Regions from separate parts of the Mus musculus genome. Here regions 2 and 3 are each linked to region 1. Evidence: chromatin contacts called from public ChIA-PET and Hi-C data. All regions are on one chromosome and are shown on one strand. Each heading gives the region's core, a stretch centred on a gene start, on an enhancer-like site or on the middle of the called end of the contact. The rest is flanking DNA. Distances are from core to core; before and after follow the strand shown. Region 1 overlaps Epas1 (endothelial PAS domain protein 1). Region 2 overlaps Gm52297 (a long non-coding RNA gene). Region 3 has its middle 37 kb from the start of Tmem247.

The links. A called contact is a pair of places that touch in the nucleus more often than the background predicts. ChIA-PET counts read pairs in DNA pulled down with a chosen protein or histone mark.
Region 2: a Hi-C map of embryonic stem cells shows a contact between it and region 1, with 2.0 times the contacts expected there. The contact joins two enhancer-like sites. A contact is called at or near these places in 1 of 39 promoter capture datasets (embryonic stem cells), 11 of 484 Hi-C or Micro-C datasets (CD4 T cells, the HPC-5 cell line, the HPC-7 cell line and 5 more) and 1 of 9 other capture datasets (embryonic stem cells).
Region 3: an RNA polymerase II ChIA-PET map of effector CD8 T cells shows a contact between it and region 1, with 20 read pairs. The contact joins two enhancer-like sites. A contact is called at or near these places in 14 of 484 Hi-C or Micro-C datasets (the AML12 cell line, B cells, CD8 T cells and 7 more) and 2 of 115 datasets of contacts at active chromatin or transcription factors (CD8 T cells and effector CD8 T cells).

What each region holds. Positions count from the first base shown.
Region 1 is chr17:86,800,286-86,804,027 of GRCm38.p6, reverse strand. The region is part of intron 2 of Epas1 (endothelial PAS domain protein 1); the gene reads right to left. Among named protein-coding and RNA genes, the nearest start is that of Epas1, 48 kb to the right of the region's middle. Within about 2 kb of position 1,972, at least 79 of the 459 cell types and tissues checked have an H3K27ac peak or open chromatin away from gene starts, as enhancers often do. A contact at or near this core is called in CD8 T cells and effector CD8 T cells, where this site is marked.
Region 2 is chr17:86,672,576-86,676,317 of GRCm38.p6, reverse strand. It overlaps Gm52297 (a long non-coding RNA gene), which reads right to left. Exons shown (of 3, transcript XR_003952297.1): 2 at 512-691. Among named protein-coding and RNA genes, the nearest start is that of Gm52297, 4.8 kb to the right of the region's middle. Within about 2 kb of position 1,922, at least 15 of the 459 cell types and tissues checked have an H3K27ac peak or open chromatin away from gene starts, as enhancers often do.
Region 3 is chr17:86,878,405-86,882,146 of GRCm38.p6, reverse strand. No RefSeq gene overlaps it. Among named protein-coding and RNA genes, the nearest start is that of Tmem247, 37 kb to the left of the region's middle. Within about 2 kb of position 2,091, at least 31 of the 459 cell types and tissues checked have an H3K27ac peak or open chromatin away from gene starts, as enhancers often do. A contact at or near this core is called in CD8 T cells and effector CD8 T cells, where this site is marked.

The sequences.
Region 1 (3,742 bases), core at 723-3,222:
ACTGGGACAATAAGGGAGCCCAGTGTCCCAAAGCTTCTCTTCCAGTCAAGGGGCAGAGAGGTGGCTTCTCAGAGCACCACTTTGGGGACATAAGTCCGGGGATAGATAGCACATAGAATAGTCGAAAGAGAATGGAACTTAGAGGCACAAAGCCGTGAGGGACAAGAGGCAGACACTAGGGGGCGTTGTGGGGGAACTCTACCCCCAACCATGCACTCTGTGTGTCCTGGACTACCAAGTCCACCTCTGCAATCTAAGCTCAGCTCTTGTTCCGGCTCCTGGCTGTTATCCTCAGACCACAGGCTATGCCCTCTTCTTGTTCATTATTTAATGTCAAATATGTGTGTGCTTTAGAAATCTGGATTTAACCAGGTGTGTTAGAGCAGGTCTTTAATCCCAGCTATCAGGAGGCAGAGGCAGGTAGATCTCTGTGAATTCCAGGCCATCTTGGTCTACATAGTGAGTTCAAGTCTAGCCAAGGCTGAGTGGGTGGGCCAGGACCTCTGGCGGGCCCAGGACTGCTATGCAACTTGCGGGATTTGTGCAAAGTAAAATAAAAACGTGGAACCCTCTGCTGAAAATTTAAGCTGAGCTCAGAGCCCAAGACCTGGCTAGTACGAGGAGGCCGCACCCCACCCAGGGTGGTGCTGGAAGGTTCTACCTCCTCCCAGGCTTCCTTCCTAATTCAGGGAAGCTGAAAAAGTGCCTTTTCTTCCTTTAACAACAACAACAACATCAACAAAAAGTGTTCAGAGGGTGTCAAAGCTGTCGCTCCAGAGACCACGTGCTGAAGACTATCCCCCACGTCAGGAAAACCAGCCAGTCTGGGCAAAGGGTGCCTGACCCCGGAAACATGCCCGGAGAAGGTTTCAGCTGCATTTGGGTTATAGGGCGAGGTGGCTACTTTCTCCAGACAGACAGAGGCTAGTGCTGAGGCCTACTGAGAATTTATTTTCACTTCAGCTTCTTTGATCTCAGTGGCAACACTGACTTCAAAATCTGGAGTAATCCCAAGACAACCTATCGGGGTTAACTAGACCCAGAGAAAATAGTTCTGCTTAAAGTTTCCTGTTTTTAACAGGCCCGGCACAGCCAAGCGGCCTTTCCGAACTGTCCAGCACGCTTACTTCCAGGAGGTGGCGAAATTGGCTACAGTGGCAGGTGGACTGCCCTTTAGAGAGGAGGGAGAAGGGTGTCTGGGGCCACAGACATGGAACATCTTGAGACTGAAGTCACAATGGCCAATAGCACCCTCCCCCACCCCTTCCCTGCGACCCTAGAGCAGCCCAGCTTGGGTGTGGCCCCTTCCTTCAGTGGAACTATTTGCTCTTTTAGCACCTGCTTGTCCTCCTGGGAGTCTCTGAAGGAACTTGGCTAGGTCACTCCCAGCCAAGAGGGAGGCAGACATCCCCCTGCTGCACCCAGAGCCCTGAGCCTCCTGTCACAATTCTGCTAAAAACTGCTATGCCTGGCGGCTGCGCACACCAGACCTCCCTCCCTCCCTGCAGTTACTAAGGCTTTTCCTCCATGGCTTCCCTGGCTCACAGCACTCATTACACACTCAGTCCTGTCTCAGGGAGAGCTGGGGATACTGCAAGGAAGGGTGCAATTCAGGAACCAACAAACTGCCAGGAAGACATCTGTCGAAGAGCCTAAGCCCCTCCTGGGGATGCTGATAACAACGGAGAGCAAACCATTGGTACAAAATAAAGTAGGTGCTTGCTAAGGAACTGGGCTGGGTGGTCTAAATAGCTCAGGTTCTACATCCTGGCCATTTGCTTCCCAGAATCTGTCAGGGTTCGAATCTCAAAGAACTGGTATAGACGAACTGTCTCCTTTGAGAAGGACCACGAAATTCTTTAATGCTAAAAATAGCCCCAGTAAACAGGCTTTGATGGCTCCCACCGCCAGGATATGTGCCGCTGAGAAGGCTGTGGAGGGCCTTTTCCGGAGCACTGCTCATTTCCTTTAGGCAGCACCGCCCATGTTGGGTGGCACACCAGTATGGTAGAGCCACTTGCCTTGTGTGAACTAGCAGGTGGCAGAGCAGGTGGCTTCTAACTGGGTCTTTGAGGCCTGGCTGTGCCAGCCGTAAGGCTGCTGCTTTCTTACTTCACCCGGATGATCCTTCTAGATGTTTCCATCTTCAAGAAACTCCTTGTTCCTAACAAGCTCCGATACAGGTTTCCTACTTCCCTGGTGCTTGCTACTTAGTTATCTCCGCAGGGTCTTTCCTTTCAAAGGCTGTGCACGCGTCTTCCGGGCATACTGACGGCAAACATAAAGAGTGTGGGCCACTTACTGTGCCTTATGCCGCACTGTGAGCAGGCTGGGGCTATCTCACACTTTCTGCAGAGTGATAGATCTCAGCTGGCCTTGCTGCTGCTCTCCTGGTGTGCCCCACAAGTCCAGCATTGGAGATTTTTATTTTGTTCTTTTCACACCTGCTCCCCCACCCTTGCTTGCTGCGCTAGCCTTCATAAAATGCTATGGGGCGCTACAGTCAGTGACTGTCGCTGACTGGCCAGACTCTTTGCTTTAAGAGAATGCTATAAGCAAGGTTAGACTTTCTTGAAGGGACCGCTGGCTGCTCTCAGCCAGTAACATCCTGGCATGAATCATCTTACTGGCCTCCTTCCAAACAGGACAGAAAAGGCCTTGATTTTGAGTATAGGTGGGGCCGGGGGAGGTGGGACAGTAAAACAATTGGGCTGAAAACCAGGGAAAACAGGTCTTACCACAAGGCATAGGAGGGCACAGAAATCACATCTGCTGCTGTAATTCTGTCCCCTTTGTCCCACTTTTCCTGAGAAGTCATGGTGAAAGCTTTAAAACCATGTCCTGGATTTTAATGTCTCAGGGATCGGAGAATCATATCCTGAGCAGACTGTGTGACTTCACTAGGCAAATGCCAGGAATAAAACATAAACAAATTCAAATCAAAATAATCAAAAATAAACTTGACATTTATGTCTAGAAACCTGGCTTTGTGCTGATCTCCAACTCTGCAGTAATGAGAATTTGATTTTTTTACATATGAGTCTGGGAAGCCTCAAATCAGAATTGGGGCGAATGCACATTCTATACATTTACTGCGGTCTAAAGCTCTTGGGACGCAGAAGCGACTCCACTTCAGCCCCAGAGCGCAGGGTTCATCTGGATTTAAGACAATCAAGTGATATTTCCACCCATGTTCCCGCCACAGTGTGTTCTGTCCTCCTGGGCCAGTGTGGAAGCAAGTATCGTAAAGCTATTGTTTCGGTTTGTTTCCTGTGATATGAATCTCAACTGTGGCCCGACTCAGCCTGGAGTTCTCAGCGCGGAGGCTTCCTCCCCAACATTCCCACACACTGCAGCCTACTGTGAAAATCAAAGGAAGTGTGCTGCTAAGTAAAGAAGAAACTGGCCCTAACGCTAAGCCTGGTATTTTTTAGGCGTTTGAACTCTGAGGTATACAAAACTCCACTTGCCTAAGTAATGAGTCTGTAGTTTGTTTTGAGTTGGGAAAGTATATGTTGTAACACTGTAACACGTAACTGCTAAAAGGTGGGTCCAAAGACATTAGAGTTCGCTCTGATTTTTCTCTTACATCGTTTCTTTTGTTAGACTTACTTCAAAGCTATAACTTGTACAACAGGCTAGACTTTCATATCATCCAACAATGTTTCATGGACTCTGCGGTCCAATGAGATAGAGCTGTGTACAATGTTTCTGAGAGAGATGGCAGCAACACCAATAAGCA
Region 2 (3,742 bases), core at 673-3,172, 130 kb after region 1:
TCTCCCGGCGGCCGACTCAGTCCTTCAAACACTTATTGGACACCGACCATGTCAGTAACTCAGCTAGAGCCTAGGCGATATCTGTCCATAAGAAGACACAGCGCCACATGTCCTGGTCCAGTAATTAAGCACTGCTCCTCAGATCCTGACCTTATCCAGTAAGGAGCAGAACCAACAAGTCTGTTACACGTGGCCTTACTTGGAAACCGCAGTGCTAGTTCACATTTGCACGCAGTGCTAGTTCACATTTGCACAAGGTTGGGGAAGGGAGGGTAAGAGCTCTTTTAGGCCCTCAGCAGTTGGAGGGAACTGGGTCTCCTTTTCTATTACGGTAGAGTTCTGCCTTAAGCAAGATAGGACTGAAGTTTCCTGGACTCCATCTCCCCCAGGCTGCCTCAAACCCCACCTTCCTTCAGGGGTTGGGTGGGTGAAAGTGTGAGTTTCTTTAAAGTGCAAAGGTCTCCCTGCTGGGCCTGGGCAGGAGGGAGGGATAGGGTGGGCTGCTACTGACCGCCTGGTAGCTGCTGATGGACGCCAGAGCTAAGACTACAGAAGAGGTATTGAGTCCAATTTCTCCGTCCTGGTCCTGAAGGTGAGGCCAAGGGGAGAAGTAACAGACTGCGTCTTCTTGGGCCATCCAGACAAGTGGGGGAGAAGAAGGGCATATCTTCATTGCTCAGCAGAAGAGAGCCTGGAGCGAGAAGGAAAATAAGTGAAGGCTTTGACCGCAGCCCAGATCCACTCAGAGAAAGAGAAACAGTAAGTAGAAAGAAACCAAGAGGAAAAGCAGGCCAGGGCAAGGTAGGTGACAAGAAAGCTTCTGCAGACCTAGGAGGCAGAGACAGGCACATCTTTGTGAGTTCAAGGCCAGCTTGGTCTACCAAGCAAGTCCAGGACAGCCAGGGCTCTGTTATAACAAGAAACCCTGTCTTGAAAAACAACAGCAACAACAATAATAATAATGAGAGAAGTGGAGGGTGGATGAAAGGGACACCAGCAGGAGGCTAGAAGGGAGCAGGTCCCAGAGGAACCTGTGCTCAGAGAAAAGGGACTGTCACAGGGGATGAAGCCTGGGGCCTGCTGAGGTGGCTTAGAGCTAAGCTGAGCCAACTCTCTCCTCTATGGAGGAAGCATTGGGACTTGTAGCTGCTCTCTCCTGGGCAGCCTCAGCACTAGAGGTAAACTGAGGTATAGAATTGATGGAGTTCTGACTGTCCCACAAACCTCAGACCAGGCCCACCATAATCCCAAGAGAAGTCTGTCCCAAGGTACCCTCCTCTCTCCCCACCCCTGCCACTGATTCACGCAAACAGGAACAATTGACCGTGTTCATGATAATGAATGCCCCTGCCCTCCATTTCTGGAGCCTTTAACTGTAGCTAGCAAGTTGATCCGCTGTGGCAAGATTCTTTTCTTTTTTTTTTTTTCTCTTTTTCTCAGAGGTACTCAAGAACCACAGTGCCTTCCTGGGCAAACTCAAAAGCAAAATAAAGAATTACATCCTTAAAAGAAAAAGTTTAAGATCAACAGGAAGCCGAACAGGAAGTTCCCATAGAAGATGAAAACATCTGATACTTGTGCTGAAGGCAACAAACCGAGGGCTTCTTAGGGATATGCAGCCATCTCCATGGTTAGTGTTAGTGGGCTGCACCAACATGTTTCATTCCCAGGATGCTCCAGACCTGCCGAGAAGCCCTGACTGCTCCCAGAGATCCCAGACATACTTTTACCTAAAGAGGCACACACATACATACAACACACCCATGAATGCCTGTGTGCATTCCTAGATGTATCAACAGACGTGTGTGGAGAAAGACACATAAATGCACAAACACAGACAGTGCAAACTTTACAGGCTGAGTGTGCACAGCAGTCAAGACAGTGATGGCTGGGTCCAGAGCCTTCTCTTGCTTGCATACTTGACTGTCTCTTAGCTAGAGAGCAGTCCTTTGATCAGGTTTGCCTGCTGAGAGGCTTCTGACAGCTGGGTTACTCCAGAGGTTAACCCTCAGGAACCCAGGTTACCCCACAGTAAGCTCATCTGTACTGACCTGCTGCAGCTTTCAGCTCCTTGACCACAGAACCTGTCCATATTCTTAAAAATTACTAACCAACAAGAGCTATTTCTTGAGTTCTGTATATCACCAGAGGGGTATTCTTGGATATTGCTTTTCAATGTGTCTGGGTGTTTTGCCTTATGCATTGTCTTTGACCACATACATGCTTGGTGCTTGCAGAAGCCAGAAGAGGGTGTCAGGTCCCCCAGAACTAGAAGTACAGACTGTTGTTAGCCATCATGTGGGTGCTGGGAATTAAACCGAGGTCCTCCGGAAGAGCAGTTAGTACTCTTAACCATTGAACCATCTCTCCAGCTCCTTGTACACTTCTATAAATCTCTTTGGAGAACAGTTTAAGATTCACATATCTGCTTCTGCAATAAAGCTTCTATGACATGCTTTGGTTGATGTGTTAAAACAATTCATGACCGAAGCATCCATACTTTGGTCTTCCTTCTTCTTGAACTTCATGTGGTCTGTGCATTGTATCTTGGGTATTCTGAGCTTCTGGGCTAATATCCACTTATCAGTGAGTGCACACCATGTGTGTTTTTTTTGTGACTGGGTTACCTCACTCAGGATGATATTTTCTAGTTCCACCCATTTGCCTCAGAATTTCATGAATTCATTGTTTTTAATAGCTGAGTAGTATTCCATTGTGTAAATGTACCACATTTTCTGTATTCATTCCTCTGTTGAGGGACATCTGGGTTCTTTCTAGCTTCTGGCTATTATAAATAAGGCCGCTGTAAACATAGTGGAGCATGTGTCCTTACATGGAAGCAGGAGTATATGGGGTGGTTAGTGGGGGTGGGGAATGGAATAGGGGTTTTCAGATGGGGGAACCAGGAAAGGGGGTAATAATTGAAATGTAAATAAAGAAAGTATCTAATAAAAAAAGAAAGCTCTCAAACCATGGGCCAGAAAGAAGAAGAGGAAGGGGAAGAAGGGAAGGGGAAGAAGGGGAAGAGGAAGGGGAAGAAGAGGAAGAAGAGGAAGAAGAAGAAGAAGAAGAAAAGAAGAAGAAGAAGAAGAAGAAGAGGAGGAGGAGGAGGAGGAGGAGGAGGAAGAGGAAGAAGAAGGAGAAGAAGGAGGAGAAGGAGGAGAGGAAGAAGAGGAAGGAGGAGAAGGAGAAGGAGGAGAAGGAGAAGAAGAAGAGGAAGATGAAGAGGAAGAAGAAGATGAAGAAGATGATGAAGAAGAAGAGGAAGAAGAAGGAGAAGAAGAAGGAGCAGAAGGAGAAGGAGAGGAAGAAGAGGAAGGAGGAGAAGAAGAAGAAGAGGAGGAGGGGGAGGAAGAAGAAGAAGAAGAAGAAGAAGAAGAAGAAGAAGAAGAAGAAGAAGAAGAAGAAGAAGAAGAAGACGACAACAACAACAATCCAGGGTTATAGAGATGTGAGACAGAGTTGAGAAAGAGAGGTCTTCCTAGATTCCTCCAAATTATTTCCCAGGAATTCCCTCCCCTAAGTGACTTACTTGATAGGATGCCAATTTGAGGGCTAAGTCACAAGAGGACTGTGGCTTCCACTCTTACTGTGCCCTGTCTTCCCTTTAGCTCGCAGTGTGATAGCCTGTTCTAGGCTGCACTACAGATAACCCCCACTGAGAAGGATCCAAAAATGTCTCTGCTTGGTTCCAGGGAGGAACAGAAGCCTCTCCAGTCAGCCAAATTCAGCAATAGAAGAG
Region 3 (3,742 bases), core at 842-3,341, 78 kb before region 1:
ACTCCTGGATCCCTTGAGGTTTGTTTGTCCCTAGTTTGGGAAAGGCCCATCCAGAGCCTCTGAAGAAAATTTCATTCTTTGTACACAGGAGAAAAGAGTGCTTACCAAGCACACTCCAATTAGAAAGACACAGTGGCTTGCTCATTTTTCAGAGAGATAATTGGCTTATCCCAACTTGAAAAGAAAATGACCTCTAGTATATCTAAAAGATGTTACATCGACCAAGTGTCTCCTGCCTGATCACAGTGGGGTGACTTATGACTGGGCAAGGAGGCACATAAAAGGTGACTTTAAGCCAAAGTGTGGGCCTCCCTGTCCCTGAAGATCTGTGGGAAAGTGGAGGCAAAAGTCACATCGTCACAGGATCCAGCTGACAAACTCACAGCCTCAGTAAGGTATGGTGAATAGCATTTGCTGAATTTAGAGCCAACGTGGCAAAATGTCTGTGGGCCCCTTGTCTTACTGCTTCCATTCTTTGGGGACTCCTGGTAGACAGCATGGGGCCTGATGGCCTAGCACCGTTTCTGAGTTAGGAGGGCCACTGCTCCCGTGAGCTGCTGCGTTTGAAGGCTCTGATGTGGCAATCCTCTTCCTTTCTAGGTGCTTACTCTGGGAGGCCTGTAGAGTAATATCAAGCAAGCCCATGCGTGTCCCTGTGCATCCTGCTGCTGTCCATCAGGCAGCTGCTGTGCTGACTTTGCCTGACCCGCCACACCACACTTTTGTTTTTTTTTTTTTTTGTTTTTTACTCCTCACCAGACAGGCCTGCCATACTGGTTAGTACTCTCCATGCATGATCCAATTTGTTAATATCCCGTGGTGACATTTCTAAGATCAAACTGCCGAGAAATCCCATTTACGGGCTCAGCGGGCAGAGGGGGCCTCCTCCTGGTCTCCTTTATTCTTTATGAAAGTAAAGAATAAATAAAAAGCCAAGAAATTGACACACCAAATCAACACAACTATGGTCACCCACTGGTTTTCTGATGACAGAGCCACTTACTTGCCTGGTTCACTAGGAGACAAAAGTAGGGACTCCATAAACAGGACCAGAGAGAAAGGTGGGCTAAATTTGTTTTCTCCAGCATAGAAAATAAGCCCTCCATATCTGCTGTTCCAGATGTTGGAGCTCCACAGTTCCTAGAAGTCACTTCTACTGTCCTCTAGAAAATCTGGTACCCAAACAGGTCACATGATATGCCCAGGGTCAAACAAAAATGAGTGTCCTGAGCTAGAACTCAGAGCTTTAGCATTCTCTCCCTTTCTCTTCCTCTTTGGTCTCAGCCCCTGCGGATCCAGGCCTTGGTGTATCTAAGCATGACTCTTACCTGAGAGCTTCATTTTGAGAACACAAACATCCAACTTTAACAATCCTTGGCACTTTTTTTTTCTTTCTCATGAGAATCTTCTGCCCTGTGGTTTGTGGAGGAAGCTGACTAGCAATCTAGGTGACGTGGTTGCTATCAACAGAGAACAGCGGCCGTTAAGATAACACATGAGTCTAAATATGTCAGCAGGTGCAAATGTTGTCTTGTCCTACAAGGGGTACAGGAAATGTATTCACTTAATAGTGCAAGTCATAGATAGGTCACAGAGATAGCATAGTATCAGGGGGTCAAAGCAGACAGGGTGTGGTTTCTGTAGACAGATAGTTTGTCACAGGTTAGGGGAATATAAATGTCCATCTCTGGAAAATGCCTGAGTAGTCCCATGGGCACCTATAGAATGGTTCATGCACGGAAGCACACGTCTCTGCAGCAATCAAGGGCTAACTACTTTAATTTTATTCTCTGATCCGCGCACTGCTTCTAAATCATTTCTTAGACATGCTAATTTATTCATTTCCCCCTAAGCATTCACCCATTTATTTTATGCATCCATTCAGAAACTCATCCGATTAACTCTGAGTGCCCTCTTTGTGTTCAAAATGTTCTCTTTCCTTTCCGAATCCTACTCTAGATTCTGTAAGAGCCTCCTGAGATCCGTGTCCGGTGAGAGTGCCGTTGCTGTCTATTACACCCTGTAGAACCCTTCTGCCCCTGTCTGCTTTGGGCACGTAAGGCAGCAGGCATTGGCAGCTGACCTTACTGACTGGGTAAGCAAACAAGACACATGTTCAGTAATTTTCAGCCAGCTAAGTTCCTGTGCATCGTCTCACCGTTATCCTCATTGCAAAATCGAGAAAACAAGGCTCAGAGAGATTAAGAAACCTGCTTGTTAGCAGCGTGTGTGTGACCGTGTAGGGCTTAGGCTTGTCTATCTGCCTCTACACCTGCCTTTTCTCTTTCTGCACGCCATTCCTGCTTATTCCTTTTATTCTCTTTCTTTGTTGGATCTCATACTGTTGACTAGTTACTGCAGCCTCTGCTATTGAATTGTTCATGGCTCCATAAAAACATCTAGAAACCATCAAGAGAATAGGAACTCATTGGGTTCAATTATGGACATTTGAAAAAGCACCTATTTTTTGGGCTGAGCGCAGGAGAAGTTTGAGAAAGAAGACGGAATAGACATCATCACCCTAAAGCAGCTCACTAGTGTTCAGCTACCACATCATGTCTCTCCTGCCCTACAATAGAGAAGCCAATGTCTGGGCTAGGCTTGGGTAGAGGAGACTATGATCCAAACAGCCTAAGTAGACAGGTCAGCTTGGTAAATTGAGTACCTCCCCTGGCTCCAACCTGGCTCCAAGTTGCTCTTTATGGAATTTAGTTTTATATGCTGGCCATATTTTTTAAAATTTTTATCATGTGACCTCTGGTGGTCTGTACCATGAATCTAATAAATTATTTTTACTCTTTCGGTTCAGAATTATACCATTAACTTAAGAGTCTCCCTCTGACAGTGGGTGTCGGTTTTATCTAACTGCATAGATAATCATATTGTCTATGGAGAAAAATGGTTTCATGTTTTCATTTCTTGTCTTACTGTAGTGGCAAGTACTTCCAGCATGATAGTAAAGTAGACTGACAAGAGCAAATTAAATATTTTAATGTTGTTCCTAATTTCTTTCTCTGTGTAGCATCATTAAATATGACATTATCTTCAGGGTTTTTTGTTGATGTTCTCAATAAAGTTGATGAAGTTCCCTTCCATTTTTAGTTTACTAAGAGTTTTTGCAGTGAATTGGTGTTGGCTTTGTTTTGTTTTGTTTTGTTTTGCTTTGTTTTTTGGTTGAGTAGGTTGTGGGTTGATTTTTTTCTGTATCAATTAATGTGAACTTAAGACTTCTTTTTAACTTCCTTTTAAAATTGTGTGTGTGTGTGTGTGTGTGTGTGTGTGTGTGTGTGTGTGTGTAGGGAGCGGGTGGATGTGAGATGCCCAGTGTGAATGCTGTGAACCAAACCCGGGTCTTCTGGAGAAGCAGTGCGTGTTCTTAACTGTTGTGCCGTGTCTCTCTCCCCTTCATTAGCTTCTTGATGTGTTTGTAGTTGGTTTACATCATTTGCTTTTTCAAATGTTGAGCCTTGGATAAATCTCACTTAGTTATGGTGTTTTATACATAGTTGGGTTCTACTTGCTAATATTGGATTTAGACAGATCCATCCAGTGTAGAGACAAATAAAGGATGCCATAGCTTCCCAATAGTACACTAAAGTGCAAATCTCTTAGTTGTTCAAATACTTAAAAACTGGCCTTAGTGCGCGTTTCTGAGTTTCCCCCCTACGTTAGGGAGCATCCTGATCCCTCTTCCTACGTTAGGTGTGTGCCCTGGTCTCACTAAGCATTCTCTGGACCTGTT